Linked DNA regions of Sus scrofa: region 2 is linked to region 1. The links are chromatin contacts, called in public targeted proximity ligation maps. All regions are on one chromosome and are shown on one strand. The core of a region is the stretch at or near the end of the contact, and the rest is flanking DNA. Distances in the headings are between cores, read along the strand shown. Region 1 overlaps TBX15 (T-box transcription factor TBX15). Region 2 overlaps LOC110260334 (a long non-coding RNA gene).

Evidence for each region.
Region 2: a contact with region 1 is called in a targeted proximity ligation map of skeletal muscle. A contact is called at or near these places in 1 of 47 Hi-C or Micro-C datasets (skeletal muscle) and 1 of 2 datasets of targeted methods (skeletal muscle).

The regions. Positions count from the first base shown.
Region 1 is chr4:101,941,780-101,948,665 of Sscrofa11.1, forward strand. The region is part of intron 2 of TBX15 (T-box transcription factor TBX15); the gene reads left to right. Among named protein-coding and RNA genes, the nearest start is that of TBX15, 26 kb to the left of the region's middle.
Region 2 is chr4:102,500,192-102,507,332 of Sscrofa11.1, forward strand. The region is part of intron 3 of LOC110260334 (a long non-coding RNA gene); the gene reads left to right. Among named protein-coding and RNA genes, the nearest start is that of SPAG17, 93 kb to the right of the region's middle.

The DNA.
Region 1 (6,886 bases), core at 1,227-3,726:
TTGCATCATTCTAGATATAGGTATGATGTCTATGAGTCATTATATGAATGATGTCTATGAATCATTATACACACACATTTACATTTGTGTATATACAAACCATTAACATGAAAACACAAATTGTGCTGTAACACACACAGTACTTCGGACTTTATGAAGTTAGGTTCAAACTGTTATACTGGAGATGGTTAATTAGACATACAGCTTCCCTCCTTCCTGCTGTTTTAAAAGTCCCATAGTATTCTGTATTTGTGGATCCATCATAAATTTTATCCAAATTATTGTACTGGGCCTCTAGGTTTTCAGGGATTTGGTTCTATAAATAAAGCTCCTTGAGTATTTGGGGGGCAGTCCTGTTGTAGCATTTATGGAATAAAGTCTAGAAGTAGAGCTGTACAGTTGACGTTAGGTCATTTAAAATTTTGATGGATGTTCCCAAATTGCCCCCCGAAAAAGGTTGTGCAATTTACACTTCCACCCACAGGGCATGACAGCCTATTTTCCCACCCACTTGCCAACAAGATATTAGAAAATGTTTCCATCTTTGTTAACTAATATCCTTGTCTTTGAAAAACGTTTGCAAATTGATCTTGTCATAAATTCTTTTCAGCTCGCCCTGCAACTTCCCTATTTTTTCCCAGGTACTGAAATTAAGTTTATAGGGCTGTAGGGCAATTTCTTCTTCCCTTTAAACAGGCATCGGGTTTTGTTTAATCTCTCAGGCGTCCCTGCTCCTCCATTTATTACCAATCATTACTTTAACTTATTCTTTTAGGATCCTGGGGTGCAAGTCATCAGGGCCGGAGGCTTTCAAGGTGTTGAGTCAATAAGAAATGGCAGCAAACAGTTCTTGTTAGTGAGGGAGAGAATAAAAGGCATGTCACTCAGGGTTTCTGGGTGCAACTTTGGTTCAATTATCTTCAGATGTTTAAAATCAAGGCTGTTTCCAGACCATTTCAAAGAACAGCAGGGCAACCTGCTGAGAACTGTGTGAAATGAACACCCTGTTATAACTAATTAGTGTTACTGTTTTCCTTGCAGTCAGGGGCGAGAGGAAATATATGAAGGGTGTTTATCCCTTCCTGTAGTAGAAAGAGGTGGAACCACTGGAAAGGCCTGGAGGGCGACCCAGAGCATGATTCCTACACGACGGTTCCCACCTTTCTCCAAAGAATGGCTGTGAGCAGTTGTGATCCGGGGCTGCTCGTTCAGTCCAGTGCTCTGCCTTCTTGACCCACGCGTAGGCTCTGTAGGTTGTTTTTACAAGAGGCCTAAGACAAATAGCCCATTCAATTAAATTCAGCAACTATTCATTGAACACTGAGTGTGTGTAGATGAGTGAGGAATGGTCTCTGTGGTAAGGACTTTAAAAGCTAGACACAAAGGGTAAATGAAGAGGTACTATGCGAGATTTCAAGGATAGTGGTTATAAGCTTTGGCTGGCTTTGAATTGTGATTTTTGTCCCTTACTGGCCCTGAAAACTTGAGCAGGTTGCTTAACTCCTCTTGACTTCAATGTTCTTATCTATTGAGGTCTGTTAAAAGAATTACACAAAGGCATCTGTAGTTAGTGAATCAATTAACCTTAGCAGATGTTTCACCATCAAGGGCTATGCCTTGGGAAGATCCATGTAGCAGTAATAAGTAAGATGATGAAGGGTGGAATGGGGAAAGAGAAAGGGGAGCTCAGAGATGAGTTAGGATAGGTTAGGTCACACGGCTGTGACGAGTAAGCCGGGAGTGATGCTCCTTTGCCCTAGCGAAAGCGGCTGCCTTATGCCAGCTGTACAGTGCCCGCATGGAGACTGCTCTACGACACAGCAGCACCCCTTCAGTTTCAGTGGAGGGAGTGAATCCCACTTTAATCCTAGAGTAGTTCATTCACCATTTCACAAGCATTATCTTAGGCAGACAGGCTGCTAGGTGCTGGAAGGAAAATGTGAATACACACAGTCCCTGTTCTCACGAAGACAGATATGCAAGCAGATGAATGTGATACAGGATAAGTGTTTTGACGGAGTGTGTGTTCTGTACAGAGCAGGAACGCCTGACCCAGCTTGGCTTGAGAAAGAGCCAGGAAGTTGTTTTTAATCTTCTGATTCCTACCAGAGCCTGGATGAAGGAAGACCTTGCATGAATTCCTGGTGCCTGTGAGCTGCTGCTCTCCTACTGCCCCCAGAGCCCAGGACCACGGCCACCCCCTTCTTCTGTTCCCAGTCTCTGCTGCTACTGGTACCTGCAGGTCTCTGGCTATGGCTGCCCTGTGTCCATGACAGCAGCAGTAACAAATTGTTCCTCCCTCACGCCAAGAGGATGGGCTGGCCCAAGCCCAGGATGACCAAATTGTACTTCCAGCCACTTGTGCGTTGATCACATCTTGGTTTCTGCCCGCTCTCCTCCCTTCAAAGCAATGAGTGGCAGACATTTGGTAGCGTTGAGTCAGAATGGCCACTTGTCCCTATTTGCTCATACCCACTCAGCTTCAGAACACCAAGGCCTGATCCCGAGGGAAACTCTGCCGGCTCACACGCTAGCCTGCTCGGGAGGCTGTGTCATGTCCTATAAATGACAACCCTGCGCGTCCTGCCCTGGCATGCCTTCCTGCACCCTTCCTTTCATTCTCCAGTTTGGCCTCCTGGTCACCCCACCTTGTTATGTAACCTTTGATTCTTGTCGGGACTGGCTCTTCTAGGGTCTTGGGAAGCTGACAGCTGTGGACACCAAAGCCCAAAGAAACTCAGGCATGGAGTCTGGCTAGCAAGTCACTTACCTCAAAGATGGGAGAGCTGGTAGCAGGGATGAAGGTGCAAGTGCAGTGAAGAGTTGCAGGTGCTCTCTGGGTCTGATTTGCATCACTCTTTCCATCCAGTTGCAAAAATGCATTGGGCTCTTGAAACTAGAGCTTTCTGGTGTGAATTAGATGAAACCTGAGCTGTGTGGAAGGTGGCAAGTTTTCCAGTGCGAGCCTCGTGTACTTGGGTGGAAAGTCACGTCAGGCCCATAAACACAGCAAGATGGAGAAGTGGCCAAAAGCAGAGGCAGAAATAGTTCAGGGGTCCCCATCTTGCCTCACTCAAACCCACCAGCTCCTGCCAGACAATCTTTTCCCTTGCTCTGCCTTCCCTCTTTTCTCTTCTTTGTTTTTCTCTCTCACTTCAAGTTTTGTTTTGTTCCTGGGCCTCTTCAGTTAGCCTCCGGGGCTGCACTTGTTCTTGCCAGTCTCTGAATTGCTGGGTCTTTTCCTGGAGTGCAGGAGAGATGCAGAGAAACTGGTTTCTCTCCAAGGCTTCTCCTCTCTGGGAAGCTGCAGGAAGTGTGCCTCTCCACTCAGCCCCAAGGCAATGTATTCCAGGTATCCGAACAAGGAGGAGAAATTGGCTCCTAACAGAAGTTTTAATCAGAGTGTTTTGGATGTGTTGAATTTATTGAAGATATTTCTGCTTCTTCTGGTTTGGAAGTGAGATTTCATCTCTTTCTCCTTTGGCCCATGCGTAGGTCTCACAGCACCCCAGACTGCATTCACTCTCTAGTTAATAATAATGAATTAGACGGAAGTAGGACTGACACGGTTGGAAGAACAAATCTCTATATTTTGCTGGTGCTCAGAATGTTAAGGTGATTTGGGGAGACGGGGAAAACACAGTAGTAATGCAGCAGGTGCTCTAGCAGCAGTAACTCCAGGGAGGGCTCCGCTCAGCTTGGCAGGGATGGTGTGCTTTTTTTCCAGCTGCAGAGACTGGAGCCCCCACCGTGCTGACAGAGGTCAGGTACTGGAAATATCAAGGACCATCATCTCTCAGGCACCAGCCTGAGACACCTCGTCCATTTCACATTCAGATGCAGAAGCCTTGCACACCTGGCAAGCCACAGTCTTCTGCCTTCCAACAGGGAGAGCTGATGGTCTAAGTACTGACTCTGCAAAGCTTCTTGGCTGAAAGCTTTCTGGCATGGGGCTAGAGTGTATCCCCCAGCATTCGGAGTTGGGAGGATTCAGTGAGGTAATGTGGCCAGCACCTAGCCCAGCTCCTGATGCAGAACAGGTACCTAATTGTCGACCTTCTTTCCTCTACTCCAACTCCTCCTTCTCTGCCTCATCCCACCTTCTCCTTCAGGGAAGATTACCAGAATTTGCACTATATTTCCCATTGTGTAAATGGAAGATGTTATACTTTTTGGTGATTGTTAAGACTTCCTTTCTCTGTGTTTGACACTCTGTTCAGTAGTATTTATAATACGGGGACACCAGTCATGGTTTTCTACCCACCCTGGAATCAATTTGCCATCTCTCTATCCCAATTTCTGTCTTTGCTTCTCCTAGGGTGGGACCTCTGTTTAATATTTCCCTGGTTAGAACCAGGTCATTGGAAAGCAGAAGAGGCAGGGCTGGCCTGGTGGAGCTGGCAGGGTGTTGGTGAGCACATCCGCATTGCCTGACAAGGCAAGCTATCCGTAAAACGCAGGCTGGAGCTATGAGGCCTTGGCTACTTTGTTGTGGTGTGTGTTGGAGGGCCACTGGTAGTGGTATGTGAGGATATTGGGGGAGCAGAGTGAAGCCCTAGACGGTCCTATGGCAAGGCCAGGACTGGGGCGAGAAACTAATCACTCATGGAGGGTGATTACTGCACTAATCAAGATAAATAATACTTGACTACAATATTTTAAAAAGTGAAGTTAAAGTGGAAAAAATCCATAGTGAACTAGATATCAAAATATTGGAGTGATAGTGGAGCCTGAGGCAAAAGGAAAGGCTAGTAACACCAATCTTTTCTTATCTTAGTTGGCTCGGGCTGCCATAACAAAATATCATAGATTGGGTGGCTTAAACCACAGACATTTATTTCTCACAGTTCTGGAGGCTGAGAAGTACGAGGTTAAAGTCTATCCAGCAGTGTTGGATTCTAGTGAGAGCTCCTTTCCTGGCTTACAGATTGGTGCCTTCTCATCGTGTTTTCTCATAGGGTGGAGAGAGACAGAGACAGAGAGAGGGCTGGCTCTCTGGTGTCCCTTCTTATAAGGGCACTAATCCCATTATGAGGGCCCCATCCTCATGAACTCATCTAACCTCCCAAAGACCTCATTTCCCAATAGCATCACATTAGGGTTAGAGCTTTAACATATACATTTTGTTGGGGATGCAAACATTCAGTTCATACTGCTGTCTATTTGGTATTTTGATATTTTGCTCATCACTGATTTTTGTATTAATGTTGATTTAAAATATGTTGCATTAAGGAGTTCCTGCTGTGGCTTAGAGGTTAACAAATCTGACTAGGAACCATGAGGTTGCGGGTTCGATCCCTGGCCTCATTCAGTGGGTTAAGTATCCGGCTTTGCGTGAGCTGTGGTGTAGGTGGCAGACGTGGCTCGGATCCTACGTTGCTGTGTCTGTGGCGTAGGCTGGTGGCTACAGCTCCAATTAGACCCCTAGCCTGGGAACTTCTGTATGCTGCCGGTGCGGCCCCAGAAGAGACAAAAAGACAAAAAAAAAAAAAAAAAAAAGAATATATATATATATATATATATATATATGTATATAGCATTAAAAATATAATTTATCCTTTCTTTTTTTTAGTTTGTTTGCTTTTTTAGGGCCTCACCTGTAGCATATAAAGGTTCCCGGGCTAGGGATTGAATCGGAGCTACAGCTGCTTGCCTACACCATAGCCACAGCAACACATCTGCAACCTACACCAAAGCCACATCTGCAACCTACGCCACAGTTCACAGCAAGCCTGGATTCCTGACCCACCATGTAAGTCCAGGGATTGAACCATCATCCCCATGGATACTAGTCAGATTTGTTAATGCTGCACCACAATGGAAACTCCCAAAAATATCATTTATCTTGATTACTGAATTTTTTGGTGCCACCTTAAATTCTTCACTCCTGGCCCTTCCTTACGGAAACCCCTACTCCTGGATCTGAGGTTGGGGGCATTGGACCAAGGCATCACCCTGAGCCAAAGGGTCAAGGTCTGACTACTCACTTGATTGTCCAATGCTGATCAAATTTTTCATTTCCTTATTCTTCCTGGATCATTGTCAAGGGTATGGTTGCATTTTCAGCACTTAATTATTTTCTTTGTCCCATAGTACTTTGCATTTCATTCAACACTGCAATAATATAATATTCCATAATCAAGTCTAATTTCCTAAATTTGTCCTATGAATGGAGGTAGAAAGACACCAGAGAATCCATTCTGAATCTTCAGCTTTGTTAGGCAAACTGTAATTTTGATGTGTCAGCAGATTTAATCTAATTTTATTTTAATTAAAAAAATTTTTTAATCTTTTTATTTTTAAGGGCCACACCCACGGCAAATGGAGGTTCCCAGTCTAGGGGTTTAACGAAAGCTGTAGCTGCCAGCCTATGCCGCAGCCACAGCAACACTGGATCCCAGCTGCGACTGGGACCTACACCACAGCTCAGGGCAATGTAGGATCCTTAACGCACTGAGCAAGGCCAGGGATCAAACCTGGATAGAGTTGGGTTCGTTACTAATGGACAGTAGTTGGGTTCGTTACTGCTGAGCCACGAGGGGAACTCCTTAAACTAATTTTAAAGACTACAGATATCTCTTTAGCTCTCTGATACTGTGATGACTTTTTTCAAAATTTTTTGATATTTTCCTAAAATTAAACATTTTGAACTTTTGATTTTGATATAATATAAAATTTACAGAAAAGGTATAGCAACTATATAGTTCTTATATAGAACTTCTGTATCCTTTTTGCTCAAATTCACTGATTATATTTTGCTTCATTTGCTTTCTGTCTGTGTGTATAAATACACACATAAACATTTTATATATATGTATACACACACACACACACGCTTGAATAATTGTTTTTTGAACCATTTGTTAGTAAATTGAGGACCTCATTC
Region 2 (7,141 bases), core at 2,195-4,694, 560 kb after region 1:
GAGTAATAAATAGGAAAATGACTATAGGAACCACATGTGAATATTATCTACTATGAAAACTGGAATGAAATTTAACAAAATAAATTATGCTCACTCTTCTAAATTTAGGACTCATATCTCATCCTCTGCAGGTCAAAGATGCCTTGAAGGTGCAATGGTAGAATCCCAGGGCATTTCAGGATCCTCTCGTTCTCAAAGTGGCCCCTTATTCTGTATTCTCCCAAGAATAGTGCTTTCAAATGCTTTAAAAATTTTGTGTTGTGTTTCTGAACCTTAGCCATTACTTTGCTTTTGTAAGAAAATGACTGGGCGTCTGTTTAAACAAACAAACAAACAAACAAACAAAAAACAGCTCTGAAAGTCAAAGGAAATTCCATCATTCCAAGGGTTTCTTATGAAGGGAACACTGTTGGGGCCAAGAAGGGGTTAACCCTGAGTCACTCTCCTCCCACCTCTTCTCTCAGCCTCCCAGATACCATACAGCTGTTGAAAAGTATCTGTCAACAAAACTATTACTGTCTTTCCTGGGATCAACACTATGTCCTGGACCCTCAAGGTCAGCAGAGCTGCCTTTAGAGCAAGGAGAGGCGACAGGCAGAAAGCTTGCAAAAGCAGTGAAACCCCAAGTGACACTGGCAGGTGGAGGGCTTTCCCCAACTGCTGCGAATTCTAGAGGGAAAGGTAGGGCTCAAAGGGGAAAGGCTGCCCAACAAGATAAAGACATATTTCCACACCCTAAAAACCCTTTTCTGGAACAGCCTGAGTCCTTCCTCTCCCTTTCTCCCTTCTTGTCCCAGCTCATGCATGGTTCAGTTAGGAGAAAGAGTTGTTGTGAAGAATAAGTGACTAGACGTAGTATAATAAAATATTGGCTAATGGTTAAAAAACAGCTACTATTTGTCTGCCGCGTTAAGTCCTTTATATGTATCTACTTCGTGAAAGAACAAAAAGACAGAAACACCCTGCAAAGTTGAATCTGTCCTTTTACAGACAAGGAAACCAGTTAGGAGAGGTTAAGTAACTTAAAGTTGTTGAACTAGTAGATGGTGAAGTCAGAGTTTGAACCAAAGTCTAACTCTTACACCCGTGCATTTAATTACTGAGTGTGTTTCCTGCCTTCCTTTAATTCTCTTCTACTGTAGGAGGAGAGCCTGTTCTAGAGAGGATCAGACACAGGCAACCCAATCTCCTGGGATGTCTCATGTGACAGATTTCTATTGCCAGAAAGTCATGGTCAAGAGTCACAGTATGATTGCTGGTGGGATCTAAATTGTACCATCTTTCTGAAGGGCCATCTCTCAGTAGTCATCAAAATCCTGGAAAAGTGACATACCTTGACTTTACAGTTTAAATTAAAAAAAATAAAGACATTCACAAAATTTAGGCAGAGGTATTCATTGATGCTATTGATAATATTAACAAGTAAGGGGGAAAACCCTTCTGTTAAAAATCAGGATTTTAGGGAGTTCCCTTTGTGGCTCAGCAGGTTATGAACCCAACTAGTATCCATGAGGATGTGGGTTCAGTCCCTGGCTTTGCTCAGTGGATTAGGCTCTAGCAGTGCCATGAGCTGTGGCATACGTTGTAGACGCAGCTTGGATCCCACGTTGCTGTGGCTCTGGCATAGGATGGCGGCTGCATCCAGGATGGATTGGATTCCTAGCCTGGATCTTCCATATGCCACAGATGCAGCCCTAAAGAATACACACATACAAAAAAAAAAAAATCAGGATCTTGGTTAAATTATGAAATATATTGGATACTATAAATCCATTAAGAACAAAGTTATAGAATAAATAGACTGACATGATAATACGTTCATGATATATTGTGATCAAAATAGTTTGCAAATAGCATTAAATATGAGTCTATTTAAATTGATGTGTATATGTATATTTACATTAAAATTATATACCAAGCTAATAGCCCAAATGGGTGGGTGTAGAACTTATAACTATAGAATTATAAAATCTTGGGTTGAAGGGGCTCTTAGAATTGGTTTATTCCAGAGGTGCTTTTTCCAACATGCCTGACAGATAATACCCAGCATCTGATCCTGGGCTTCTGCTGTCAGGGAGCTCATTATCACCTCCTTTGCCCAATTTCGACGAATGTTTGTATAGCACGTGTAGTTTACAGAATCTTCTGTCTACACAGCACAACATGCTTTAGCAGAAACAGGAGGGTTCAAATTTAATCCTTCAAAAAGATTCACTGCTGAGAAGCCATTTTCTTCCATAACTTTCTCTTCAGGGGAAGACTATTATGTAAATCCAACTAAGCAAAGCTTATGCAATAATTTGAGCTTTCCCAATCACCAGCAGTAACAGCTCCAGTATCTATAACCAGCATCAGAATCTGTAGCTAGTGCCTCTAAAGGCTTTATTTGTTTACATTAGTGATAAGTGCCTCCAAGGGGCTTTGTTTATTTATGTTAGTGATACTTCTGGAAAATTCTGCCAATGAAAGCCAGGCTCCACAGGATAAACCGAACACAAAAATGAGAAACTTACTGTACTGTATGCAAAACCTAGAGCTGAGCTAGGTCCTCAGGGTATGTTTAATGTTCTTGAATTTTCTAACTTGTTCTCCTGGCTTACAGTCTGTGCATCACCAAACTCTATAGCAGAGTACTAGCCAAAGTCAAGAAGTTTTTCTGAAACTGGACATCCATGTGGTGAGACAGAGAATTATTTAATTTGGAATAGCAAGTTAGCCATAGAAAGAAGGTGTGTGTTTGGGGGAGGGGGTGGTGATACATGTAATTCAGTCACTCAATCATTCATTCATCCCTCCATCTGTGTGCCAGGCATTTAACTAGATGCTAAGCAGTAGGGCACAAGACTAACAGTTGCTCACTGCCCAGGGGTTCCAGTAGAGCACAGTAACCGCTATGACGGTGAAGGCCTGAAGGATGGAATGATACATCAGGAAGAAAAGAGGGGGAGGTGAGGATTCCAGGAAGAGGAAAGACTACACACAAAGAATCAGTAACCTGAAGGTAACAGCTGAGTGGCCAAAAGTTGAATTTTGCTGCAGAGAGAGCAACTAGCCAGCTAAGCAAAGGTCAGATCGTGAAATATCCTTTAGGCCAGCTCAATGTCTGGATTTTATGTTCAAGCAAGAATTACCTGGCAATACTCTGTAGCATGGTAGGTAAGAGCCTCAATTTTAAAATCGACGCCTGGGTGTGAAAGCCTTCACTCTTATCATGAACCCCTTGAAACTGCTAATATTCACGCACTCCTGACCTTCAAAAACGGCAGTCTCATATGGTTCAACCTCATTTAAAAAAAAAAAAAAAAAAAAAGGAAGAATTGGTTCCCATCTCTGAAGCAGCCGGAGCCTGCCGAGGTCCCATTCATTACCACAGGGAGTGACACAGCCTATCGGAGTCCAGCCAAAGGCCCGCAGGTCTGCTGACTCCTGTGAGAAATGACACCTGCCTTAGCTGGCAGCACAGGGCAGGCTGTGCCCAGAAAAGGCACTAAGTTTCAGCATGCACTCCATGTCCTCAAACCTACCTCCCCTGCAGGGCCCGGCCCTGCCTCTCCTTGGCCTGGTTTAGGTCAGAAAATGTATAATCACAGGGCCTGCTGCTTCTGTCACCCCTCAGCCATCTGCTGGTGTCGGAGGAATTCCTGGCAAACCAGGCCCATGCACACGCATGCCTCTCTTTCTCTTTCTCTTGCTCATTTGCTCCCTTTCTTTGGCTCGGAATCTGCCTCCTCGGTAAGGCAGGGATGAGCTTTCTGAATTGTGTTTATTTGTTGGCACTCGGGTGTGAAAGCGCTCCCCGTCAACTGCATATTAATCTTGTCAGCAGTTTGTATCTATGTTCCCCTGCCTCGCTCCCCTGGCCTAATTTATGGCTTTCCCTTCCCTTGTCCCTATTGTCCCAGGGACAGGGAGCTCTCTGGAATGGGTGCTCAGGCCTGTAATGGGAGCAAGACCTGTCCTTAGAAGGTGAGCTGCAGAATGGTGCAAAATCCTGCAGTTTGTATGGCAGGGGTAAATTGAGACCAGGCCTCCCATTTACTGACATCCTACCATGTGCTCCACGCATTGCTTAGTGCATCCGCAGAGAGAAGAACTGGGAAAGCTGGTCCCTGGCTTCTAGTGGAGGAAGCACCTGGGACAGCAGGCAGGCAGTGCGGCCAGCATGTATATTTTAATTGCTCAGCCACAGATGTTAATAGCGCAGACATGAGATTTCAGACAAGAATGGGTTTAAATCCCAGTTCAGGTTGGCGTGACTGTCTGTGTGTCCACTTGCAATGAACATATTCATTATCCATCTCAGTTTCCTCATCTCTAAATTCAGTGAAATTAGAGATGAATTTACTCCACAGCGTAAATTTGACTCCAGAGAGCAGTCACGTGAACTGTGAGCTCGAGAGTGCCTTATAGCTCCTTTATAACGTGTGGCACATACGAAGCATTCAACTTATGAGATACATTTTTATGTTATTTTAACGGAGAAGGGAGGGAGAGGAAGAGGAAGGAAAAGAAATTCATGAAATGGTGAACTTGGACAACTAGGAAAGGTTCTTAATAACATTGACTTTGAAGCCCTGCCTGAGCCTTGTGTTAATATTGAGCTTCTTATATGATTAGACCCTTAGTAACAGGCTGTGTGTTGGAAACCTCGATAAACCGAAAGCTGGTCCGCCTCGTCCTGACTCTGCCCCTGGACTCAGACCAGAGCTCAAACACTGAGTGTGTCTAACGCCTCAGGTGCTGTCCCTGAAGGCTTCGTATCCTGAACTAGAATTTCTTTATGATGATCAGTGGCTACAAGGAGCTGTCATAAGCTAAATCTGATTTCATGCCTGAATCACCGCCGCTCTTATCCCCAAGGTCAACCTGGGGCTGTTTTTCTAGTCGTCTTCTGTGGCAGAGGTCGTAGTCACAGCCCTAAATTAGACGCAGCCTGACGTGCTGAGAGTAGCCCCATGCGGTTCAGAATGAAACCTTGCCACACAGTCTCTCCCTTGTGGGCCCCAAGCTCCTTCCAGAAAACTGGTATTCCATTCCTCCCAAGGCAGGTTCCAAGCTTATGCTTCCTCTGTGGACCTCTCTTGCGTCAGTGTTTTTGTGACATTCTTAGAGACCACAGGAATTCTGATATGCCTTGAATTCTGATACTTCTTCATTTAAAAAGTTAAAAGCGAACCTGTTAGACCCTCTGCCACACTCACGTACCAGTGGTGAACAGACAGAATGAGACAGCCAGCTAAGCCGAGCCTTTCCCTCTCTGGCCTTTTCCAGACTTTTCAGACTCTGTGCTCCGACGCGGCTAGTGTTACCTGGTCCTTCAGGTCTCAGGTGTATTTTGGTGGAGGAAGCCTTCGCTGACCAAATCTGTCCCCCTGAGCACCCTCTGCTTTCCTGATTACATCTTAGTGTCTGTGGGTCTCTTCCCCCCAGGGACTGCAAGGACCATGCTAGTTGTGTTCATTATTTCCTGGGGCTCTCTAGCGTGGTGCCTGGCTTTGGATGTCTATCTATCGAAGAAAGAAAGAGGGAGAGACAGGGATGCAGTATATACAGTGATTGGGGCTAGCTAAACACAAAGTCAACCTCTTGAATATGGGGCCTGGAATGCTAAGACCCAGTGATGGTTCCCCACGTGTCAGGGAAGCAGTGGAATCAAAGGGTCTGAGCGTGGGCTCTGCCGGGCGTGACGTAAGGGACTTTTGACATTTGTTTGTTGTTCCTTTAATGCCGCTCTTAGGTTGATCCTAACTTACGTATGAGCTTTTCTGTCATCCTGAGACCAGAAGTCTCACTTTGCTTTCTAGCCAGAATTTTAGCCTCAAAAATTACCATTATTTTTCGATTCAGTTTCCACTTTGGCTAAGAGTCACTTATGTCAGAAACAATTAAGAACTAAGATATGTAATTTTTGGCATGTTGGTGGAGAGAAACATTTGTGAAATAAACCAGTGCCAGCAAATACATGCAAGTTAAGAAACAAACTCAAAAAATACCTTTATCTCTCACTCACTTGCACACAAGTACACGTGCATGCACGTGCGCGCGCGCGCACACACACACACACACACACAAGTGGAAAGTTAGAAGCTGAAAGGAATCACAGGAAGGAGGGAGGGACATCTAGTTTCTAACTTACTAATTTTATGCCTCTGGCAAGTGATTTGATCACACCATGTCTCAATTCCATTGTCTATAAAATTGAGGTAATAATGCCTATCCGATGGGATGGGATTGTTGAGAAGATTAACAATAATATCTGTAAAGCACCTCACACATAGTAGGCACTCAATAAAAGACGATGATGATGGTGATGTCTCTGGCACTTACAGGGGAGGAGCTGAGGGGACAGTGAGTTTTCTGGGAAACCCAAACCCCCTGCAGCTTGCAGGAAAATCCCGGGCTGGATTCCTGGGATGGTATCGTGCAAACACCATGGAGACATCTGACTACATGACTTAGCACTGATTTATAGAACTTGGCGGCCTGTCCAGGACCCGAGGGCTGTCTCCAGCCCGGGCATACCTGGCTGAGAGTGTTGGTGGAAGCTTCTCTGTACGGTGACATTTCAGAAAGCAAATCAGCTCTGAGTGCTCCTTATTAAATGGTACTTCGGACATTCCTGGGGGTTCTCAGCTCCAAGCAGATACTTCGGTCTGCTCCATTTTGTCAATCTGTGGATTAAATCTCGATGCCTTTTATCATCACACCAAGGATGCAATAACACTTTCTCCTTCAAACCCTTGAAAAAGTAAAGGGGGAAACTCACGAGGACCTCTGTGCAGTCGAGGGGCTTATCTCTGGCCAAGGCTGCGGGGCTCCCTTGCTCCCAGCTGTGGCAGGCAGTTCCCTAAAAGAATGTGCTCCCTAGATGCCTGGTCACAGGAAACAGACACACAGACTGGAAGGAAGTCTGTGCTGTGTGGCATTTCTTCCTGCCCGGAGTGTCTGATGAGAGAAGCAAAGGAAGCATTTCTTCTCAGTTGTCTGAGTGAAGCACTTCGACCTCTCAGTTCCCACCAGCTCCATCTCTTTATACACACTGAGCACGCTCCTCCTCTGCGTCCCTCTCTGTTCTTCTCTGTCAGGGACGCCCCTCCTCTCCTCTCCACCTGACCATTCTCCAGGTTCCAACCTACTCTCT